3 separate regions of the Sus scrofa genome follow, and all the other regions are linked to region 2. Evidence: chromatin contacts called from public HiChIP or PLAC-seq data. All regions are on one chromosome and are shown on one strand. The core of a region is the stretch at or near the end of the contact, and the rest is flanking DNA. Distances in the headings are between cores, read along the strand shown. Region 1 overlaps BORCS5 (a long non-coding RNA gene). Region 2 holds the start of CDKN1B (cyclin dependent kinase inhibitor 1B). Region 3 overlaps BORCS5 (a long non-coding RNA gene).

Region 1 (3,418 bases), core at 791-3,290, 300 kb after region 2:
ATTTCAGGTGATAAGGCTAGCCAATACCTTTTTGCTTTCACTTGGCAAGAAAGACAATACACCTGGTAATGCTCCAGGGTTTCACAGAAAGTTCCTCTTCCTTTTCACACATCTGAAAGCTGATTTGGATGGCACGATGAAGGCAACAGCTGCCATACCTCTACATTGCTAGCTAAGTACTCAGAAGGACACAGAGTCTTTCGGAGGCAAGGCTTGAAAACCCAAACCTACCAAGGGACAGTAAATACTATAATTCAACATGCACGAGAAGGTCTTTAACTGATGTAGTTACCTCAGATGAGTTTTCCCCTTTGAAGTTCTAGATCTATGATGCACAAAATTGCCCGGGAAATACCAACACGGTAAGCTTAACAATGCCATGTAAAACCCTCAGTTTCTTTACTGTGTTTCATCATCCCCTTGCCTTCCATCTTTATGTCCCAATCCACATCTTTTCTTCACGCATGCCTCTTCCCTGATGTCCCTCTGTCCTGTTATTTCCCTCTACCTTACCTCCTCCTCTGCCTATACTCCTGGGCTAAATATCTGCCGCCTCTCAGAAAAAGAGACATCACTGACAGAACTGGAGATTTGAGGGAACAATGACGGGCTAGATAGAAGCTACTCTTTCTCTTGGAGTTCCGTCGTGGCGCAGTGGTTAACGAATCCGACTAGGAACCATGAGGTTGCGGGTTCGGTCCCTGGCCTTGCTCAGTGGGTTAAGGATCCGGCGTTGCCATGAGCGGTGGTGTAGGTTCAGACGCGGCTCAGATCCTGCGTTGCTGTGGCTCTGGCCTAGGCTGGCTGCTACAGCTCCGATTTGACCCCTAGCCTGGGAACCTCCATATGCCGCAGGAGTGGCCCAAGAAAAGGCAAAGAGACAAAAAAAAAAAAAAAAGTTATTCTTTCTCTGTTGGCAGTGTCCTGCCCTAATACCCATCTTTCTAAACTTCTTTCCAATGGTCTTTTTTTAAATGGTCTTTTTCTGAATGAAACCTCTATCATAAATGCACAGCTTTCTAGGACTTTCCAAGAGCTTTATGCAAACCAACTTGAACAAAGAAAAACTGTGCTTAATAATCCTGAGTATAAACTGGTTTTAATTCTGCCCCCCTCTGGGGCCAGGGGTGGAGCAGGGGTAGAGTGGAGGTGGGATTTGGAAGAATGAGACAGGGCACTACTGGAGTTTAGTAGAAAGGGATGGAAATCATCCTCCAACACAGAGAGGCAGTCCCACACAATGAAGACTGGTTTGCCCAAAACACCGGTAGAGCCCCAACCCCCTCCCCAAACTCTTATTTTTATTTATTTTTTGCTTTTTAGGGCCACACCCGCGGCATATAGAGGTTCCCAGGCTAGGGTCCAGTCAGAGCTACAGCTCCTGGCCTACACCACTGCCACAGCAACGTCAGATCAGAGCCACGTCTGTGACCTACACCACAGCTCACGGCAAGGCCAGATCCTCAACCCACTGAGCAAGGCTAGGGATTGAACCCGCAACCTCATGGTTCCTAGTTGGATTCGTTTCCTCTGCACCATGATGGAAACTCCCCCTTTTTTTTTTAAGGATAAATTATTTATTGTTCATTTCAAACAGTCATCAATTTTAACTTGGGGGGGGGGAAGAAATATCTATTTAAATGAAACTTCCTTCAGCAAGATCTATAGGACATATGTCCTTTCTTAAATTTTTTTTCAAACTCTTGTTATAAAACACTGGACCACAGACCTTCACTAAGCCAGGTAACTGCAACCAATTTCAATACATATTTGGTTAATCGTAACACTTCCTAGCTCTTAGAAAGATGGGAAATTGGCCATCAGGTTGTCTCCATTCCCCATGTTGCACAGAATTTTGCAAAGGGGGAGGCAGGTGGTGTCACATACTCCCCACAGTCTGCAGTATTACTCCATGGTGTTTGGAAATCCTAACCAAAATGATTACACTTTGAGTTTGATATCACTGAGTTTTAGGGACTTCTTCCCTCATACTTGATGCAGCCCTCAAGTGAGCCAAAACAGCTACAGGGGCCATTCTTCCCTGAAAACAAGCCAAGGCGGTTACACAACCCTCACAACAACACCACAGAGGGAGTGTGGGAGAGCCCGGTAAACATCTCTCTCCTTCATCAGTTCATGTTCCAACTCAGATGCCTCCTGACAAAACAAACATGGCTTTTGTGTCATAGTAATTCCTTTGTAGAAGCAACTCGATCTCACATTCCTTCTCCAACTTATTTTTTTCCCCATCATTCTTTACCCTTTCCCTCAAATCCCTCCTCCCCACCATGTTGTACTATTTGTATGGAAAAAAAATTTTTTTCAGAGTTGCTTCTTGCCAAGTGTGACATCAACTCATTCTTATTTAGTGATGTCCGGCAAGAACTTGCTCTCCCAAAACGTTTGCTCCTTTTGAAGCAACAAGATTACTAACCTCATTTTGTTTTCCCTGTCACTTGTTTTTGATGCATTAGTTATCTTCTGAGACAAATGACATAACACCTCATTTCTATGACCCAAGGCACTCTACATGTATGCACAGGTCTTTGCAAACAAGCTTCAGGAAGACAAGGAATTGTCTCTGTTATTAAGAACGTAAGTAAAAGATAACATGATAAAGTAACCTGATCATTTTAAACTCCCTGAATAAGATACCTCTGTTTTCAGGACCAAGAGAGGACCATCAATACTAAAGAAAATGAAGGCTTATGGCACAACACTGCAAATCAACTACGCTTTTAAAAAAAGAAAAGAAAATGAAGCCCTACAGACTATTCTGGGTAACGAATTTTTGTTACTCAGGGGGAAAACAAAGAATAAAAATGGGTGACCTTTAAATAGTAAGACAGAAGTTACACTATTTCAACTCTGGCCAAGCACTACTTAATGCATAATTTTTGAAAAGCCAGCAATTTTATTCTATACATAAAAAGAAGCTACAATTCAGAATTCTTTTTGGTTAGCTTGCTGGAAAAATCAGTTGGTGCTGGTATTCTTACCATGTAGTCCAACTATGATGGAACATGAGCTATGTCAGGTAGTAATCCTCCCAATCCTTTCGGTTCCACTCCTCTGTTAATTAAAAGGCGCAACTGAAAACAATTCAGTCCCTAGGTCTCCTTCCTTCAGGGAATATTAGCAGCTAACCTCAGTGGTCAGCACAGAGAAGTGACTTCCCAGGGTTGGTTGGTCCTGAGCATGAGCTCAAATTCCAGTACCTGCTGATCAGAGTGGCACTGAGGAACCTCGTCCACATGAAAAACGTGTGCATATACGCTCACGTTTTCCTGGTTCATTGTCTAAGACATCAAGGCATTAGTTCCAAAGCACCTAGACGTACTCAGAGCTCAGAAATCTGGGTAGACAGCTAGCTCTGTTTGGAGTGTTCCAAAGCTCTAAGTGATACCAGGTTTCAAAT
Region 2 (3,515 bases), core at 372-2,871:
TAGAGTCAGCTTGGTCCTCTGGGAGATGAATTCTCCTGAAGTGGGATGGAGGCAGACCCCCGCTCTTGTTCAGATGGAAAAAGAACCTATTGTTCCCAACACCGTTTTGATGGGACTCTCAGGGAACTGACCTTCCTACCCACAGGGCCTTGGTTGCAAGTATTTGCCTGGGACACTTGCTCTAATCATTGGGAGCTTCAAAGGAAAATGATCTCAGGACAGAGAAACTGGGAAGAATTATAGTACCCCCACCCTGATGCCCAGTCTTTCCCATTCCTCCTTTTTTTGGACCTCATAAAATACAAACAAAACCCCACAAGCTCTAATCTGCCAGACACCACTAAGATCGGGTATCTTGGTGTTTGAAAACCCATGAGTTCCTTCAGCCCAAATCGGGTGTCACTTATTTGCTTCCAGTGATCAACCCACCGAGCAGTTTACGTTTGACGCCTTCTGAGGCCGGGCTTCTTGGGCGTCTGCTCCACTGAAGCCGAGTTCGGGGAACCGTCTGAAACATTTTCTTCTGTTCTGTTGGCTCTTTTGTTTTGAGGAGAGGAATCTAAAGGCAGGAGGGAATTTTAAAAAGAACACACACAAATAATCTTTATTAGAAAAAACAATGGCTGACACAAGTTGGCTCGATACTGAGGGGACAAAAAACCCACCACCTCCACCCACCATCCTGGATCCGTCATTCCCAGTGGCCTTTAAGGGCACAAAATGAGGTTGTTTTCACATAACAGAAAGTGTATTCTACGCCCCAAATCTCTCTCTCTCCAAAGCGAAGAGGGAGGTGGTTGATAAACATCCCAACGTTGTCACATACCTACAGCTGGCTAGCGGGGAGGAGCCGCGATGTTTTCAGTTAGAGAAATTATCAGATAGCACAGTCTCATGCTTCAGACTTAAAAGTCATAAACAGACCAGCAGCTAGCCAAATAGCATTTAAAACCTAAGATGAGGAAGGTGTGTTCCCCAAGAGCTAAGTCAGAATGCGCTGAAAAGAAAGCGGAGGTTTAAGATCCTCAAGCAGGGAAAACAGCACGGCAGACAAACAGAGAGAGGCAGACAAACAGACGTTTCATGCATTCGAAAGGGTCATTACCGTCTGTGGCAGGTCGCTTCCTTATCCCAGTGCACTGCTCCGCTAACCCCGTCTGGCTGTCCGGTGCATCAGTCTTTTGGTCTACCAAATGTGTGTCCTCTGAGTTGGCCTGAGACCCAATTAAAGGCACCGCCTGGCGGGTCCCGCTGACACCCTGGCCCTCCTGCGCCGGCACCTTGCAGGCGCCTTTGGGTGGCCGCGGGGGTCTGTAGTAGAACTCGGGCAAGCTGCCCTTTTCCACCTCCTGCCACTCGTATTTGCCCTCCAGGGGCTTGTGATTCTGAAAATCAAAATTCCACTTGCGCTGGCTGGCCTCTTCCATGTCTCTGCAGTGCTTCTCCAAGTCCCGGGTTAACTCTTCGTGATTGACCGGGCCGAAGAGGTTTCGGCAGGCCGAGGGCTTGGGGTACTCCGCCTGTCTGGCGTCCATCCGCTCCAGGCTCGGGCTCCCGTTAGACACTCTCACGTTTGACATCTTCCTCCCGGGGCTCGGCGACCGCCTCTCTCGCGCTCTCGCAAAACAAAACCGAACAAAACAAAACGCCTCGACCCAGCCCGAGCCCCTCTTATAAGCCCTGCGGCTGCCCTCCGAGCCAAGAGAAACAAACACCGACGAGTAAGCGCCCGAGCGTCAGGAGCGCGCTGGGGCTGGGGGAGGGGGCGAGGGGCAGCCCGGGCCAGGCAGCCCCGAGTCTCCGCCGATCAAGTGTACGGGCGAGCTGGAGGGCGGGGAGGGGAGGGGAGAGGAGCGCAGCGGAGAGAGGAGGGGGCAGAGCCAGTCCGAGTCCCCGCCGCTGCGAGCCCGCGGGTCCCGCCGACCGAGCGGCTCTCCAAACCTTGCCGGCGTCGGAGTCGCGGAGCGGCGAGAAAGTGGGGACAGGGGAGGGGGAGAAAAACACCCCGAAAAGACGAGCCCCCTTTTTTTAGTTGCCCAATATGGCGGTGGAAGGGAGGCTGACGAAGAAGAAGATGATTGACACCGCAAGTCTATTTAAACAGAGGAGGAGATCATTGGTCGCGGCGCCGGGAGCCGCCCAGCCGAGACTGGCGAGCTGGGCCTTAAGGTGGCCCCTGAGCCGCCGCTGCGCCTCCCCGCCTCCCGAGCGCGCCGCCGCCGAGCGCGCGGCCGGGAGCTCGACTGGTCGCGTGACTGCTGGAGGTGCCGGGCTGCCAGCAAACCTGCTCTGGCTGGCCTCGGAGAAATTAAAAATAAGACAAACTCGCCAAAAGGCCGGGGAGCCGGGGAGGGGCCTGGCCGGAGAGGTGGCGGGTTCTGGTCCCTGCGCTGCGCTCCGCTCCGGAGCCCCGACCTCCCTCTCCTCGCCGAGGGCGATCTTATTTTCCCCTCGCTCGCCGAGCGGGTAGGGGCGGGCAGCTGGGCTCGCCGCTGGGCGCTCGGCCCCCAGCTGGGCTCTCTCCCGGGGGGGCCCCCACCGCTCGCTCAGCGGGGGAGGCGGGGAGCCCCTGAGCCTGGGTGCCTTAGCTGGGGGTGAGCAGTGGTTAGCTCACCCTTAACCTAGAAGTCTGTGCTGTTCTAGGGGAGGCAGGGGGCTTAGGGGGGAAGCCCAGGAGGACGTCTTTCTATAAGTAGACTGGAATAGATGCTGCATTTGTAATGTATTCTGAACCCAAGCTCTCCCTCAATAAAAACAAGAAAAGGGCTTCGAGATCAAAAACTCTATTGGTCTCCCAAGTCCCTAATAAACTTAGTAGCTGTCTCAGATACATTTCGTTTAAAAAAGCGAGGATACACCCCTGGCCCAGGTTCTTGCTTCCCAAGCACTGTTAAGGCCACTGACTTGGTCTGCGTGTGGGAACTCGTCTCCTCTTTTATATTTTTCAGTTCTTTCCCGGCTTGTAGCAGTTTCCTCTACCTGAGTCCCGCCGCCAAATACAACAGCCCCTTCCTTCCTTCACCTTTCTCTCCCACCAGATTCACTTCTCCAGCCCACCCAGAACATTCAGATAGATACAAGTGAACGCTTTGAGAGAGCTGCAAGTCGCTGAAGGGTGAAAGTAATCGCAAAGTCCAGATTGTGAAGTGATTTATACAACCACCACAACCATGTTCTCAGATCTGATATTATTATTTGGGCGTTTCTCTGCTCCCCTTGGCAACTTGAAGTCTACCTATCCATATGATTTTGAGCAAGATGATGGGAGTTAAAACAGGATGAACAGGGCTATCATATCTGAAACAGAGCCCAAAGAGTCTTTAACTGCCTTCCCCCACTCCCATATATGATCTTGGTCTGGGTCAAAGTTATTATACACGTTACTGGAAACTAATCTTCAGTTCTAATAGTACACAACAGTTTTCTTAGGTGTCTTCAGTAGTCCACAGCCGTTTTCTTAGGAGTCTATGATACAGATGAGTTTGACTTGTAACTTGTTTTCTTAACCACATATT
Region 3 (3,745 bases), core at 201-2,700, 320 kb after region 2:
GAAGTGTTTTTTTTTTTTTTTTTTTGTCTTTTGTTGTTGTTGTTGCTATTTCTTGGGCCGCTCCCGCGGCATATGGAGGTTCCCAGGCTAGGGGTTGAATTGGAGCTGTAGCCACCAGCCTACGCCAGAGGCACAGCAACGCAGGATCCGAGCCGCGTCTGCAACCTACACCACAGCTCACGGCAACGCCGGATCGTTAACCCACTGAGCAAGGGCAGGGACCGAACCCGAAACCTCATGGTTCCTAGTCGGATTCGTTAACCACTGCGCCACGACGGGAACTCCTAAAACGAAAGTGTTTTTAACACACTTTATTTTATTCTATTTTTGGCTGCACCCGTGGCAAGCGGAAGTTCCAGGCCTGGGATCAAACCTGAGCTGCAGCAGTAACCCGAGCCACACCCATGACAACAGCTGAATCCTTAACCAGTAGGCCGCCAGGGAACTCCAGAAGTGCGTTTTAAAAACTTTAGAGCAGAAGCATTTTAAAATCAAAGAGTAATCATCTTTAACTCACCTTTCTTCAAGTGCTCATGTTTTATAAACTACAAAGCATTACCAAACATATTATTATTCCCCCACTCTAATATCCTTTAATGTCCTCTCCCCCCCAAAAAAAATATTAAGTCAAGTATAAGGCTTAATTTCAAAGCCCTTGAGTTCTCGATCCTTCTGAATCTTTACTGCCCACATCTTCTTACCCTTGAACCTTGGCTCATTGCTTTCTTCATTTGTACCTGCCCTCCCTTTTCATCTCTAAAAACCCTTTCTTGAAGACACCTTTAATCACTGCCCCTAGCTTCCAACAATTACTGATCCTCTGAAATCCCATAGAGTTTAACAACTTGCAGGACTCATCCAATAAATACACAATGCCCTGAGCTGGGGGATATGTTTTTCTAGATTCTTGTCTCCCAAATGAAACTTTTCGAAAGGAAGACTTGGGACCTATCTTTTTTTTTTCCTATGCTAGCTACCCTCATATACTACTGCAATGCTGAATAACATTACTGAATACCTACCAAGTGCCAAGCTTTGTGGCAGGCCCTGAGAAATTAGAGATGATTAAAACACAACCCCAACTCTTCAGGAATTTTGATGTAATATATGTTTCCTTGAGTACTGTGAGACTGAAAACAGAGTTTATCTCCAAAAAATTAAGGTCACTGAAAGTTTCCTGTGACAGTACAATTTTTCCTTTTCTGTCTTGATAAACACTAAAATAACTAATTATAGATTACTAATGTGTCACAGAACATGTTTTAATGTGTCACAGACATGTTTTAATGTGTCACAGAACATATTTTCCAACCAGCTTGTGCTCGAAGCAAGCCATGACTCGGTTTTAGGAGAAATCCAGGTGGTACAGAGTAAATTTAATTAACCAAAGGCGTTGCAAATATGGCCAAAGGTTGTAGCAAATTTCCTCCAGCTTACCAACTGTTTTAGTCTAGTGACATCTAGTGGCAGAAGTGTTAAAAACAAAAACACAGCACTGTTATAAATTGAACTACACTAGAGGGAAGCCATCTTAGGAAAAAAGCAGCAAAATGTGAGAAAGAACTATGATATTCACTAGCATTTTAAAAATGTTTTGGAGTTTCTGTCGTTGCTCAGTGATTAGTGAACCCGATGAGCATCCATGAGGACTCGAATTCGATCCCTGGGCTTGCTCCAGTGGGTTAAGGACCTGGCGTTGCTGTGAGCTGTGGTGTAGGTCACAGACGCAGCTCGGATCCCAAGTTGCTGCGCCTGTGGTGTAGGCCGGCAGCTATAGCTCCGATTTGACTCGTAGCCTGGGACCTTCCATATGCCGTGGGTATGACCCTAAAAAGACAAAAAAAAAAAAAAAAAGTTTTAACTTTGTTGTACAGCAGAAATTATCACAACACTGTAAATCAACTATACCTCAAGAAAACTTTAAAAAATGAAAAAAATGTTTTAATGTCTTTTTGCCCTATTAAAAAAAAATTCCCCAGGTGGCTTTATTATTCATAATTTAAAGTTTTGGAAATAATTATTATTAAGACCACAAATATAAATTCTTCTAAAGCTGTTCCAGTCAATGTTTCCTGCCTCTTTCAGACGGAATAAATTCTTCCATCCTTTAGGTTCTCTGATGGGTTATACTTTATTTATAGCAATTACCCTGTTGAATCACAATTTATCTGCCAACAATTTATCACTAGCCTGTAAGCGCTTCAGGCAAAGAGTGGTGTTTTTCGCTCTTGTGTCCCTAGACTGACAATATCTGATAAACTGCAAGACCTTACTTAGCAAATTTGGTTAAATGAATAAATAGACATATGAAACATTACATGCTTTAAGAAAGCATGTGATGTCTACCTGTGCTCAGAAGTGAGAAAGCTGATGTAGTACCAGTTCCAAATATGATTAAATTAGCATCAAATAAATGTCTAATAATCAGTTAAAATTTGGGGGCTGGGAGATAAGAAATTTTTTTAATTCTGGGAATATCTTTAAAATCTGGGCTTTCCTAAATAAACATGTGTCTCAAATACCAATGTGCTTTGTTTTATTTTTTTTCCACTGTGTTTTAAAATAGAAGAATTTTTATATGTGGTTTTTGGAAAAGTAGAAAAATTCAAAATGACTAACAAAATTTTATACTATTCAGTCTTAGAATGTTTCTAGGCTGCCACTTAGCAGAAACTACAAGCCAGAACCTTAAAAGGAAATATATACTGTACATTCATCTTCACTGTCATATTCCAGGCATAAAAGCCCAGCTCAGGCAGGAAATGTTATTGCTTAAAGGGATATATCCTTGGATACCAGCTAAAATAAACCATGTGTATTTTGTTTAAATTTGTAAAAGAACGCAAATTGAAAGTTTAGAGAAACAAACAAGAATGAATGATCAGTACATAAACTATCTGATAATTATTCCAAGAAGTTGAGTTTAATATGGCTTAAAATTAAAATCAGAATTTAACCTGCATATATTTGGGTATTTAGACTAAGAACAGAAAATTAAAACAGTATATCCCAGATGTAGTTTTGGTCAAGAATTCATTTGGCATCTTTTAATTTTATCTTGTTATCTACATGGAAGATTTTCAGCCATGGACACCCTCCCTGGCCCTGTCTTCTCCATGTGGCTGCCTTCCATCCGTCCCTGAAAGCTCAGCTTCAATGTTACTTCCTCTGTGAAGCCGGCCCCAAATTCCAAGGTCAAATGAATGATTCCCTCCTCTGGGCCTTCCTAGTCTTTTGGGCACATGACCAGTGTTACACAGGCTATGTCACTATGAGTTATATTTACCTGTCTAAATCACTCCCAAAGCTATAAGCTCCCAAAGGACAGCAAGTGTGTCTCCATCTTCTTTGTATCTCCACTGTCTGCAGCACTACCAGGACCTGGGCAAGGATATACCAATATTTTGCAGAAATGAATGATCAACGTGGTCATCAAAAGCCATCAGCATGAGGCGCTTAAGTAAACTGAAGAAGTGGTGATCGACAGAAAAATACAGAGGAAAAGCCATCTTTGGAGAGGATTTCTGCCTCTCCCCACAAAGGATTAACTGCTGTTATACCTGCCAGTCAATAAACAGCTAGAAAATCAGACAAAATACATGAAACACTCTTTTCGGACATTGTCTAACAGGTAGTGCAGGACTTTGAGCACCAAGAGGAGGGAAAGAAAGTGAGCTCCATCATTTCCCCAGCTTACTGCTGAGAGGCGGTTCCCAGGATGCAGGCCAGGGAGGTCCGGTAGCCT

Evidence for each region. HiChIP or PLAC-seq counts read pairs in DNA pulled down with a chosen protein or histone mark.
Region 1: a contact with region 2 is called in an H3K27ac HiChIP or PLAC-seq map of skeletal muscle. The contact joins the enhancer-like site here to the promoter of CDKN1B in region 2. A contact is called at or near these places in 1 of 5 promoter capture datasets (fetal skeletal muscle), 3 of 47 Hi-C or Micro-C datasets (embryonic fibroblasts, liver and skeletal muscle) and 2 of 2 datasets of contacts at active chromatin or transcription factors (alveolar macrophages and skeletal muscle).
Region 3: an H3K27ac HiChIP or PLAC-seq map of alveolar macrophages shows a contact between it and region 2. The contact joins the enhancer-like site here to the promoter of CDKN1B in region 2. A contact is called at or near these places in 1 of 5 promoter capture datasets (fetal skeletal muscle), 9 of 47 Hi-C or Micro-C datasets (blood, embryonic fibroblasts, epiblast stem cells and 4 more) and 2 of 2 datasets of contacts at active chromatin or transcription factors (alveolar macrophages and skeletal muscle).

The regions. Positions count from the first base shown.
Region 1 is chr5:60,029,486-60,032,903 of Sscrofa11.1, forward strand. All of the region lies in intron 2 of BORCS5 (a long non-coding RNA gene), which reads right to left. Among named protein-coding and RNA genes, the nearest start is that of BORCS5, 42 kb to the right of the region's middle. Within about 2 kb of position 2,041, at least 15 of the 83 cell types and tissues checked have an H3K27ac peak or open chromatin away from gene starts, as enhancers often do. A contact at or near this core is called in fetal skeletal muscle and skeletal muscle, where this site is marked.
Region 2 is chr5:59,734,210-59,737,724 of Sscrofa11.1, forward strand. It overlaps CDKN1B (cyclin dependent kinase inhibitor 1B), which reads right to left and starts at 1,622. Exons shown (of 3, transcript NM_214316.1): 1 at 1,106-1,622; 2 at 430-559. The coding sequence starts at 1,580. The coding sequence ends at 438.
Region 3 is chr5:60,051,566-60,055,310 of Sscrofa11.1, forward strand. The region is part of intron 2 of BORCS5 (a long non-coding RNA gene); the gene reads right to left. Among named protein-coding and RNA genes, the nearest start is that of BORCS5, 20 kb to the right of the region's middle. Within about 2 kb of position 1,451, at least 9 of the 83 cell types and tissues checked have an H3K27ac peak or open chromatin away from gene starts, as enhancers often do. A contact at or near this core is called in alveolar macrophages and liver, where this site is marked.